Linked DNA regions of Vulpes vulpes: region 2 is linked to region 1. Evidence: chromatin contacts called from public Hi-C data. All regions are on one chromosome and are shown on one strand. The core of a region is the stretch at or near the end of the contact, and the rest is flanking DNA. Distances in the headings are between cores, read along the strand shown. Region 1 holds the start of HDHD5 (haloacid dehalogenase like hydrolase domain containing 5). Region 2 holds the start of CECR2 (CECR2 histone acetyl-lysine reader).

Evidence for each region. Hi-C and Micro-C count contacts between places; a contact is called where the count stands out from the background.
Region 2: a Hi-C map of skeletal muscle shows a contact between it and region 1, with 2.5 times the contacts expected there. The contact joins the promoter of CECR2 here to the promoter of HDHD5 in region 1. A contact is called at or near these places in 2 of 3 Hi-C or Micro-C datasets (both in skeletal muscle).

What each region holds. Positions count from the first base shown.
Region 1 is chr8:44,291,266-44,296,990 of VulVul3, forward strand. It overlaps HDHD5 (haloacid dehalogenase like hydrolase domain containing 5), which reads right to left and starts at 3,599. Exons shown (of 8, transcript XM_072766367.1): 1 at 3,448-3,599. The coding sequence starts at 3,573.
Region 2 is chr8:44,449,316-44,455,040 of VulVul3, forward strand. It overlaps CECR2 (CECR2 histone acetyl-lysine reader), which reads left to right and starts at 2,686. Exons shown (of 19, transcript XM_072766373.1): 1 at 2,686-2,895. The coding sequence starts at 2,770.

The sequences.
Region 1 (5,725 bases), core at 2,349-4,848:
GGAGCACACTGTTCCACCTCCCACCAGTCCCCAGCCATGTGAGATTGCGTTTCTGTATTATATTCGGTGTGCTCATGTACCAGATGGCCCACAAGGATCCCTGGAGGACCCCCCTCTTCCTCAACAAAGCCTGCTAGAATGGGAGTCCTAACCGGGGGCCCATGGATAGGTATCAGAGTGGCCAAAAAAACCCTGAAAACTCAATTTCCATTTTTCCTGGGGAAAGAATCTATGGCTCTTTTCCGATGTCATCATTTTATTCTTCTCAACGAGAATCACTGCCCAGGACCAGAGGGAGGAGGGGTGTGATCTTCCCTTAAACTCCCACCCCTAGTGCAGCCCTTATGGTCTCACAGGTACTTAACAAAGGTTGACTTAATATTTGAAGGACTCAAAGGATGAATGAAGGGTTCAGCCAACATAAGAGAACTTTCCCCTGCGGCATTACCTGGCCATTACCTGACCACCAAATCCGTTCCCAAGGGCAAACAGTCACTCTTAGAAGACAGGTCCCTGGAGGTAAGAACTATGTTGTTCTAGAGCACGACCTAACTTTTTTCTTGTAGTGTACGGACTTGCTACTGAAAGCTTACATGTGGGATCCCTAGGTGGCGCAGCAGTTTAGCACCTGCCTTTGGCCCGGGGCATATTCCTGGAGTCCCAGGATTGAATCCCACGTCGGGCTCCCGGTTCTCCCCCTGCCTATGTCTCTGCCCCTCTCTCTCTCTCTCTCTCTATCATAAATAAATAAAAATTTAAAAAAAAAATGAAAGCTTACATGTAAAATTTATCTGCCCATAAGTTTGAGACAATCAGGGAGATTTTAAGGACAGGATTTTGGGATGGCTGGGTGGTTCAGCGGTTGGGCATCTGCCTTAGGATTAGGGCGTGATCCTAGGATCCGGGATCAGGTCCTGCATTGGGCTCCCTGCAAGGATCCTGCTTCTCCCTCTGCCTGTGTGTCTCTGCCTCTCTCTGTCTCTCTCAGAATAAATAAATCTTTAAAAAAATTTTAAAAATGACAGGATTTTAAGTTATATTCAGAAATTACTAATATTGTTAGGTATGATAACAGCATTTAGTTATGTTTAAAATGTCATTTTCTTAGAGGTACCCACAGAAGAATTTAGGGGTTAAGTGACAAGAAATCTGCCATTCATTTTAAAATCTTATAGCTGGGAATAAAAGGGAGGGGAAGAAGACAAGCAAAGCAAATGTGGCAAAATGTCAACAACTACTGAAATTGGGTTCATATATTATTCTGTTTTTTGATTTTTGAAAACTTATATAGTTTTTTTTTTTACTTATACAGTTTTAAAAAATAAAATATCTCGGGATGCCTGGGTGGTCCAGCGATTTGGTGCCTGCCTTCAGCCCAGAACATGATCCTGGAGTCCCGAGATCAAGTCCCACATCAGGCTCCCTGCGTGGAGCGTGCTTTTCCCTCTGCCTGTATCTCTGCCTCTCTCTCTCTCTCTCTTTCTCATGAATAAAATCTTAAAAATAAAGTTAGTACTCCAAAATGTTGTGCTATGCTACATCCCTTTCTTCCCTTTTTTCCTACTCTATCAGAAAGTCACTTGGAAAAAAAACAAACAAACAAACAAAAAGAAGGAAGCCACTTGGAAATATCTCAGGACCTTGCAAAGATGATGCAATCAATACAATAGTTATAAATGACAGCAAAAGTCCTTCTAACAACATATTCTCATTCTATGCTTCCAGTGTGGTCACTTTTAGCTCTGCAACACTGGTCAAGTCACCTAACTTCTTTGAATCCTAGCTGTTCTATATGCAAAATAATAACAGTGAGAGCCAGCACTCTAGCTAGCTCCAGAGAGCTCTGGATTCCAGATTCTACCTCTGACCAGCTCTATGCCCATGGGCAAGGTGCTTAACCTCTCCTTGCTTCAGTTCCTTCTACTGTAAAAATGGAATAACAGTACTTATCTCACAGAGTTGTTATGAAAATTGTACAAAATAATAATTGTGAAGTGTCTGGCACAAAGTAAGTACTATGTGTTTTTAGAAATAAGTAGTTATTTAAAATTATCGAGGGGTCACTGTGAAAGCACTATAAAAATTACCATCTGCCTTCAGCTCAGCGTGTGATCCCAGGATCCTGGATGGAGTCCCACATCCGGCTCCCTGCGAGAAGCCTGCTTCTCCCTCTGCCTGTGTCTCTGCCTCTCTGTGGGTCTCTCATGAATAAATAAATCTTTTTCGAAAATGTACAATATTATCATTATTGGGATGCCTGGGTGGCTCGGTGGTTGACCATCTGCCTTCAGCTCAGGTCATGATCCCAGAGTCCCGGAAGGAGTTCCGCATCAGGTTCCCTTCAGGGATCCTATTTCTCTCTCTGCCTGTGTCTCTGCTTCTGTCTCTCTCATGAATAAATAAAATCTTCTTTTTAAAAATTATCATTACAGGGCAGCCCTGGTGGCTCAGCGGTATAGTGTCTGCCTTCAGCCCAGGGCATGGTCCTGGAGACCCAGGATCGAGTCCCACGTCGGGCTCCCTGCATGGAGCCTGCTTCTCCCTCTGCCTGTGTCTCTGCCTCTCTCTCTCTCTGTGTGTGTGTGTGTCTGTCACGAATAAATAAATAAAATCTTTAAAAAAAATTATCATTACATACAGAAATTGTGGTTTTAGAAAAGGAAGTCATCCTTTAAAAAAAAAAAAAAAGCCAATGGCCCAGGGGCAAGTGAGGGTGACAGATGTGCCCACTGGCTTTTTTTTTTTTTTTTTTTTTTTTGGGGGGGGTGCCCACTGGCTTAGAGTCCCCGCACAGTCATCCGCCAGCCGTTTGGCCTTACTCAGAAAAGTACTTAAAAACCTGGCTCCAAGCCTCAGCTTCCTTACTGCAGGGTTACATTTACGTCCAAAGCTGTCGAGAGAATTATCATCACTGAGGCACCTGCACAAATCAGGGACCCCCCACAGTTCTGTTCCTCGCCCTCGGATCTTCCAGGCAGCGGGTGCTCGGCACGGGCTGGCCCACGAGCAAACGGGGCCAGAGTGAAGAGCCCGCACGAAACCCACATTCACCTCCGGGCTCCCGGAGGGGAGTCCATCGCCACTTCCCAAATTTCTTTCAAATGCAGCTGGAAGCGGAAACCGTGAGGCTCTCACCCGGAGAGCCGCAAAGCGGTGCGGGGCTCACAACCCGAGCGGGAAATGGGCACGAAACGCCGAGCACCCTGCGGACCGCCGGCGGCCCGGCGCGTGGTGCCCGCGGCCCGGCTGCGGTAACGCCACCGCCTCCCCCGGGCGCACGGCCCACGGCCCGCCCCCGACCGCGGGGGGCAGGGACGCGCGGGGCAGGGACCCCGGGCACCGAGGTCAGCGGCCTCGTCCAGCAGCGCAGGCCCGCGGCCCCTCCCTGCCCCGGCCGGGCCCACCCGCGGCCCGAGGGCTGGCCCGGCCGGGCTTGGCCGTCCTCACCTGTGCGGCGTCCACCGCGTGGCCTCTCCCGGGGCGGCGGCCCCCCAGCCCCGCCGCCGCCCGCGCCGCCCGCCGCCACAGCCCCGGCGCCGCGCGCACCGCCCCGAGGCCGCCGAGCACAGCCATCCAGCCGCCCGCCGCGCGCACGTGCAGACCGCGCCGGCCGCCCGCGGCCCCGCCCCGAGCGCAGCCAATCAGCGGCCGGAGGGCGCTCGGGCCGGGCGGCGCCCGAGGCGTCTGGGAGTTGTAGTCCCACGTCCGTGACCCGGAGTGCGCCGGGCGCGGGGCGCCGCCGGTGAGGCTGCGTCTGGCCGGAACCTCAGGGGAGCAGGGCGTGGGGCAGACGGGGGCGGCGGCCTGGGGCCGGGACCCAGCGGGGTGCCGGAGGTTCGTGCCCCGCGGGCCGAGGGTGGCTTCCTGCTGGAGGGAAGAGCTGCGGGCAAGGCCCCACGGTCCCTCGTCGCAGTACGCGGAGGCGTGAGGCGCGTGGGGCCGTGCGCACGGCCTGGGCCCCTGCGGACGTGCCGGACCGTGCGTTTCCGACCGGTCTCCGCTCCCTCCGCCGGCGGCCGTCAGGGCAGGGAGACGCCGCGCGGGCACTCGGGCGGACGGGCGGGGCGGCCGCGGAGCGAAGCCTTCTCTTGATGTTGAAGTGCCCGGACCCCAGTCAGCAGCGACGAGTCCTTCTTGTATAGACTGTCCGTAAATATTCGGCACGATCCGCCTCCCCGCCCAGCTCTGTGCCGACTCCGCGGAGACCACGCACGGGCCTGCAGACGCGCTTAGTAGGGGAGTGAGGCGGGATCGTAACACGAGGTAGAAAATAATTGTCCCGAAAGGGGGTCAGATACTGACGAAGCACACAGCTTTGCCTTTGAGCACAGTTGTTCCACCATTCGGAATGCTTAGAGGCCTCTCCCCTCAGACCCTCTGACCTGTCCCTGGACATAGTCGGACTACAAATGGGGCTAAAACCTACAATATACTTAGCACTAGGTGAGAGGAAGCGAGACTGCGGCCAAAAATGGACGGAGACTCTGCCAGCTCAAAGGTGAGCAATACCCTTAGATCCTCAGCTGTGCAGCCAGGGTCTTAATTTCGTCAGTCCACCTGCAACTGAGCAGGATCTGGCAGAGTGACTCACATTAACCAGCCTACAAGAGCCCAACACATAAACCCTGCCAGGAGAAATGGCTTTCCAGGATTGAAACGTTCTCGATCACCTCCTGTTATCAAACTACCTAGAAATTGCTTTTATAGGTAGAAGATTTCTTGGTGTGGTGATTTTAAAATACATCCACAATTTATTTGACAGTCCTCTTCTAAAAAGGTGGAGTTTTTCCATTTCTATTGAGTCTAGCTGGACTTAATAACTCACTTTTTTGTTTAAGATTTTATTTATTTATTAGAGACACAGAGAGAGAAAGAGGCAGACGGAGAAGCAGGCTCCGTGCAGGGAGCCCCACAGGGGACTCGATTCTGGGTCTCCAGGATCAGGCCCTGGACTGACAGTGGCGCTAAACCCCTAAGCCACCAGGGCTGCCCAACTCACTTTTTTTTAGGAGGCTCTACACCTAACATAGAGCCACCACAGGGCCTGAACTCATCCCTGAAACGAAGACCTGAGATTAAGAGTCGGACACTCAACTGACTGAGCCACCACGTGCCCCAGTAACTCACTTTTAATAAGTAAAATAAAGCAGAAGTGACACTGATTTCCAAGGCTCAGCCATAAAAGATACTGTGGCTTCCACCTGGCCCTTGTCTGGGTCACTCAGTCTGAGGAAGTCAAATACCATGTTGTTAGGACACTCAACATAGGCCTCTGGAGAGGCCCACAGGCCAAATACCTGCAGCCATATGAGAGAACCATCTTGCAGGCAGATCCTCTAGCCCCCATAGACACTTTGGCCAAAACCCCATGAACAACCAACCCAAAGACAAAACTGCCAAGCCAAGTCACTCTTCGATTTCTTAACCCTCAAAAGCCAGGAGATAATAAATGTTTGTTGTTATAAGCAATAAATTATCTGACTAATACACTTAATGATCAGAATTGTATCATCATCATGGCTACTCCATCGCCGTAGGTTCTCAACTTCAGTCAGTGTGTTCCATATCTGGATCTGCCTTGCTTCAGTCTTCCCCAGCTGTGGGCTGAACTCCATAAAACAGCAGCCCATCCCTAGCAGGAATCAGAAGTGGGCTGGATTGTTTCAGGAAAAGTGACCAAATAGGAGTATGTAGGAGGTTCCAATCTGGCCACTGTAATTAATAT
Region 2 (5,725 bases), core at 1,436-3,935, 160 kb after region 1:
CAAACATGAGGCCCTCGTCCAAACTCGGGGAACTCCCAGACCACCCTTTCGGCGGGACCAGAGACATGTAAGACTTCTTAGCTCCAGGGCCAAAATGGGTTCCAGGTTGTTGGTGAGAGTTGGGGTGGCTGGAGAGCACAGTGAGGGAGCAACCAGACACTGAACCAGAATTAGAGAAGGAGGTCTTAAAGAAAAGGAAGGGAAGGAGAGGCAGATGTAAAGCTGGAGTGCTGGTCCACATCAACACTGAGATGGGATCCTCAGAAGGAAAAAAGGCAGCACAGGGCAAGTAAGGCAGAGCAAGAAAAAGGTGCTCAAAGAGAAAGAAAGAGGACTCTCTAATCACCACCAGGGGGCACCTCCAGATCCAGGACAGTTTTGTTGATGAACAGGACTGGGCAGTGGTGTGGGGGAGGGAAGAGGACAATAGAGTAGCCTTCCAACCAAGGGGGGTTGTAACCAGGACTCCAACACTCGGCAGTAACCACAACTTCTCTCCTTTCTGCTTCCTGGTGCTGTTGATATTCTGGGCACTATTATTCCTCCCTGGCTGGTAGTGACAATTGAGAGGCAAGATAAAAGAGGTTAAATCATGGTAACAGATACAGGCAAAAATAAGAAGACAGATGGAGACCCAGCAAAAGGGAACTGGGGGAAAGAAAAGTCAGGATATAATGGATTAGAAATGAACATGAAGAAAAGCAGTAATGTTTAAAAAGAGAGAAGGAAAAGTTCTGGAAAATCAAACCGATCTGTGAGGAAATGAGGAAAGACGGGAGGAGAAAGTCCGAAAACATCTAATTCAGGTTATGTGATTAATTCGAGGGGCTCCTGTCCCCTTTCACACCTCATCTATTAATAGGATATCCACAGAAGAGCTTTAATACACACACAAAACTAGCCTTTGCTCTTTGGGAGCATCTAAGATAAACACTTATTTTTGTCAAAGATGAAAGCATGTAATTGAATTTAAATTAAAAAGGGAAAAGAAAAGAAAGCATACAGTAGAATTTGAGGATGAATTTTAAGTCATTAAAAAGTTCGAGGTAATAAAGAAACAAGACTCTAACTTTGGGGCCGTTTCTGAGCCAGGAGGGGTGTGGGGGAGCCAGCGTTAGAAGTATTTTGACTCCTAAAAGATGCAATTAAATTTAAGAAGTTGGCTCCCCCTCCCCCTTTAAATGCTGCTTTATGGAAACACAACAGGTTATTAAGGGCACCAGAGTCAAGTGAGGGAGAGCTGAGGGAGAACCTGCCGACTGCCCACGCCACAATCTAGCGCAGACCCCGCTCCAGGTAGAAGAGGATGATAAGGTGCCCGCTTCAGTGGGTACCTGAGCACCAAGGGAGGCGGCAGGGGTGGTGTCTCCGGACCGAGAGGTGGACGCAGAGCCCGGCCAAGGCCCTCACACATGGAGGAGTCCAGGACTAAAAACCCCCTTGCAGTGGCCAGTGCCGCGACCTGGGGTTCACGGTACTTCGCCCACTTCCAGCCGGTCTCAAGTGTCGGGAAGTGTTTTTCTCCCTTCGGACTTCGCACTGCACAATCCAGTCCTTCGGGGGCCCCCGCCTCGCACCCCCGTTCCAGGGCGCACTCGGGGCCGGGGCCGGGGCCGGGGCCAGCGTGCACCCTCCCGGGGACCCTGCCGCTCTCCCCGTGTCCCATCCCCCACCCCGCCAACCGCATTGTGCGCGCTCCTGCAGGCAGCCCCGGCGCGGCCGCGCGGTCGCGGGGCTCTCGGCCCGGCGCCTTAGGGCGGTCGCACGTGTCCGTTCTCTGGGGGGTCGCTGTGGCTCGGCTGCTGATTGGTGCCTCCCCCTACCCCTTCCCGCCGCGCTCCGGCCTCCACCGCCCTGGGCTCCAGCTCAGCCAGCCCCCCTCCCCCCGGGGAAGAGAGCCGCTTCGGAGCTCCTTGGAACAGCGCTCCTGGGTGGGATCAAAGTGTCCGAGAACACGTGGCAAGCACTTCATCCCTCCCGGCCGCCTACTTCTGGGGTGCACGACCTCCGCTCCCCGCGCCACCGCGGCACGACCGGCGCCCGAACTCCACACGTGCGCGGCCCCGGCTCTGCCCCGCCGCAGGCGCCGCCCGGCGGGCCCTTTAAAGGGACGCGACCACTCGGGCCGAGTGGGGGGGAGAAGGACCCGCGCCGTTCCCCGTGGCTCCGGCCAACGGAGGCCTCGGCCCCCAGCACCCGCGCGGCCAAGGGCCCCGGGGCAGCCCGCGGGCGCCGCTCGCTCCCTTCGCGCTCCGCCCCCCGCTTCCCGGGGTGCCCGCTGCGCTCCCCTCGCGTCCCCTCCCCCGCCCTCCCGGTGCAGCTGTCCGGGCTGGGGGTGGGGCGCGGGGCGGGGGTTGTTGTTGTGGCGAGGCAGCCCCGCCCCTCCTCGTGGCGGCCCCGCCCCCGGCCTGCGCGCGGCCCCCGCCCCGCCCCGCCCCGCCCCCGCCCCAGCCCCATCTGTTTTCCCCCCGCGGTGGGACGATCATATTGTACCGCGCCGGGGGCGGCCGCAGCCGCAGCCACAGCCGCGGGATGGGGCGAGCGCGCGGGCCCCGCCGGCAGCCGCCGCCGCCGCCGCCGCCTCAGTGAGTCGCCCCCGCCCGGGACGCCCGCCCCCAGCCCTGCGCCCGCCGAGCCGCCCCCGCCCCCGCCCCCGCCTAGGAGCTGAGGCGCGGCGCCGCGGCGGGAGTCCCAGCGGGCGAGGCGCGCGGGCAGCGTGGGGCCGCCGGGGCTCTCGGGGGTCGCGGCCGCCGCCGCCGCGCCGGGGAGATGTGCCCGGAGGAGGGCGGCGCGGCCGGGCTGGGCGAGCTCCGCTCCTGGTGGGAAGTCCCGGCCATCGCGCACTTCTGCTCGCTCTTCCGCACCGCTTTCCGCCTGCCCGACTTCGAGATCGAGGTGAGCGGCCGTCGGCAGCGGGGCAGGGGCTCGGGCTGGCGCACGAGGCGCGCGGGGCGCCCTCCGGGGCGAGGCGGAGCGGGGGCTGCGCTTTTGTACGAGTTGGGCCGGGCCGGCCTCCCGGGCGGGTGTGGGGACGGCGCGCGCTCCCCGCCCGGTGCGGCTGCGGGCGAGGCGGCTGCTCCGGGCGGGGCCGGGGGCCGGGGCGCCGGGGCGCGGGGCGCGGGGCCGGGACAGGCGCGCCCGCACTCGGCCCCCGGCCGCCCGGCCGCTCGGGCCCCCGAGGGGCGCGCTCCGCCGGGTCCCGGCGGGGCTCCGCGGCGGCGCGGAAAGTTGAGCGCTCCGTTATCCCGGCCGCGCCTCCGCTCCTGCCGCGCGGCCCTCGGCGGCTCGCGGTGGGTCCGGCCACCATTATCCGTGCGGGCGGCGGGCGGCGGGCGGCGGCGGGCTCTCCTGGCCGGGCCGACGCTGCCCCCGGCCCCGGGCTTTGTGAGCACGGACGAGAGCCCGGGGCCCTCCGGCGGACGGGGCGCGGGGCGCGGGGCGCCTCCGGCCGCTCACTCTGGGGTTTGTCTCGGGAAGGGGTGTGGACCCCTCAGGGCTGCCAGGCTGGGCCCGCGGACCGACCGCCCTTTGCCGCGGACAAAGGTAACTGGGGGCGGCGGGCCGGGCCGGGTGCCCCCGGTCCTGCCCGCGAGGCCGCCGCCGGAGCCATCGGAACGAGGATGACCCTTTCGCGGGAGCAGATCGGTGTTGCTGCCTCCCCGCCCCCACCCGCCGCACTTTCTGCCATTTTCAGAGTGATCTTAATTCGCGTGTTCCTAGGGTCTGCGCCTCACCTTTATCTCTAGACTAAGTGGTGTTTGCGGAAACGTTGGGCTCCCGGAGGAAGTGTGGGAGCCCGCTCTCCTCGCGGAGTTCACGGTGTTGGGGAATAAAGCGGCCGAAGGGGCACGCCGGGAGAATGGGGCGGGACGAGGCCGGCGGCGAGGGCCCCGCTCGGGCTCTCGGCGACTCCAGCTGCCGAAGCGGATCCGAACAACGGGAAGAAACCGGCGGCCTCCGCGGTCGGGGGACCTGGTGACTGGGGCGTTTCACACGACGTCGTCGCGTTTGCTTTCAAAGTTTGAACGTAATTGTTGCAAGCGTGATCTTTACTAAAGATCTAAGTAGGATGACTGCTCATACGGGTGGACAAACGGGGCCACAAAAACGACAGATTTCAGGATGCTTAAATTCAAGAGATGCTTAACAGTTATCCCGACAGCAGGGTTTTCTTTTGGTTGTTGTAAAATCGCGAGGAGTTTAACTTTGTCCTGCTGCTCAAAATGGTGGCTGTCGTGGGAGGTGTCGCTTGTGACTGTGCCTTCTTGGGTGCTGGTAAACTTGCCCCTTGGCCCATTTTCTTCTTTGCAAGATAATAAGATAGCTTAAGGACCCATTCTAAAAATACTGTAGAAAAACTCATCTTCCAAAATCCATATACTCCCATTTTGTTGATGGAAAAATAGAAATAACTGATTTTGCCTTAAATTGTTGCAGATACGTAATCTCTAACTTGTCTTATATTCTAAGAAAGAAACTTGTGGTTTTTAAGTATTAGCTGGTATAATTCCTTAAGGAAATGTAAATTGATCGGGAAGCCTGGGTGGCTCAGTGATTGAGTGTCTGCCTTTGGCTCAGGGCCTGATCCCGGAAAGCTGGGATCTGGGATCGAGTCCCACGTCGGGCTCCCAGCTAGGAGCCTGCTTCTCCTATGCCTGTGTCCCTGCCTCTCTCTCTCTGTGGCTCTCATGAATAAATACGTAAAATCTTTAAAAAAAAAAAAAAAAAAAGGAGATGTAAGCTGATCAAAGAGGTCAATTTTGTGTGTATAATAGAAGTGGAAAGGGATCCCTGTGTGGCGCAGCGGTTTGGCGCCTGCCTTTGGCCCAGGGCGCAATCCTGGAAACCCGGGATCGAGTCCCACGTCGGGCTCCCGGTTGCATGGAGCCTGCTTCTCCCTCTGCCTGTGTCTCTGCCTCTCTCTCTGTGTGACTATCATAAATAAATAAAAATTAAAAAAAAATAGAAGTGGAAAAATCATTGTTACAGGTGAATAATTTGGGCTGTTTGAGATGACTGTCCTTTCTTTCGATTGGAGTGGTTCTTGGAAGTGACACTGTTGTTTTTAAACTGCATGCTGTTTGAAATACATGCAATGAGAACAAATATTTGGAATCCATATGCACATTTGTATGTCCACACTATTTTTATTACAAGTTCAGTAGATAGGTAACAAATGATAGTGACTTTTTAACTTATGCAGTTACATGTGATCCTCTCATGGCAGGTGTGTTTTGAGATGGTCAATGCAAATTGTAACTTAAAGTTTTTAATAGTTATCAGAAATTAAAATTAGTCTTTTTTAGGCTTCTAACAAATATGACTCCTGACAGTGCGGAATTCATGGAAAACATCAGATGTATGTATGTATGTGGTCTTGCACTAAGGTGGGGCTCAGACTTAAAACCCAGAGATCAGGAGTCCCATGGTCCACCGACGGAGCCAGCCAGGCGCCCCTGAAAAACATCAGTTTTTAGTTCGAGTATAGATAAGTGATTTTTTTTTTTTTTTTTTTGGCTTAGCTAATTTTTTAATCTAACAGTTTATTGTCCTGACAGGAGAAACAACCCCTTGGTTAGAGTGTATGATAACAATGGAAGACCCTTCTTAAACAAGCAAAAAAGCAATTCTCATGCTGAGTTGTACTTGTTAGGCCAACTGGAAAGGCCTACTATCTTAATTTGCTGCAACTTTAAGAGGCAAAAATGATGAATAATACCAAGTG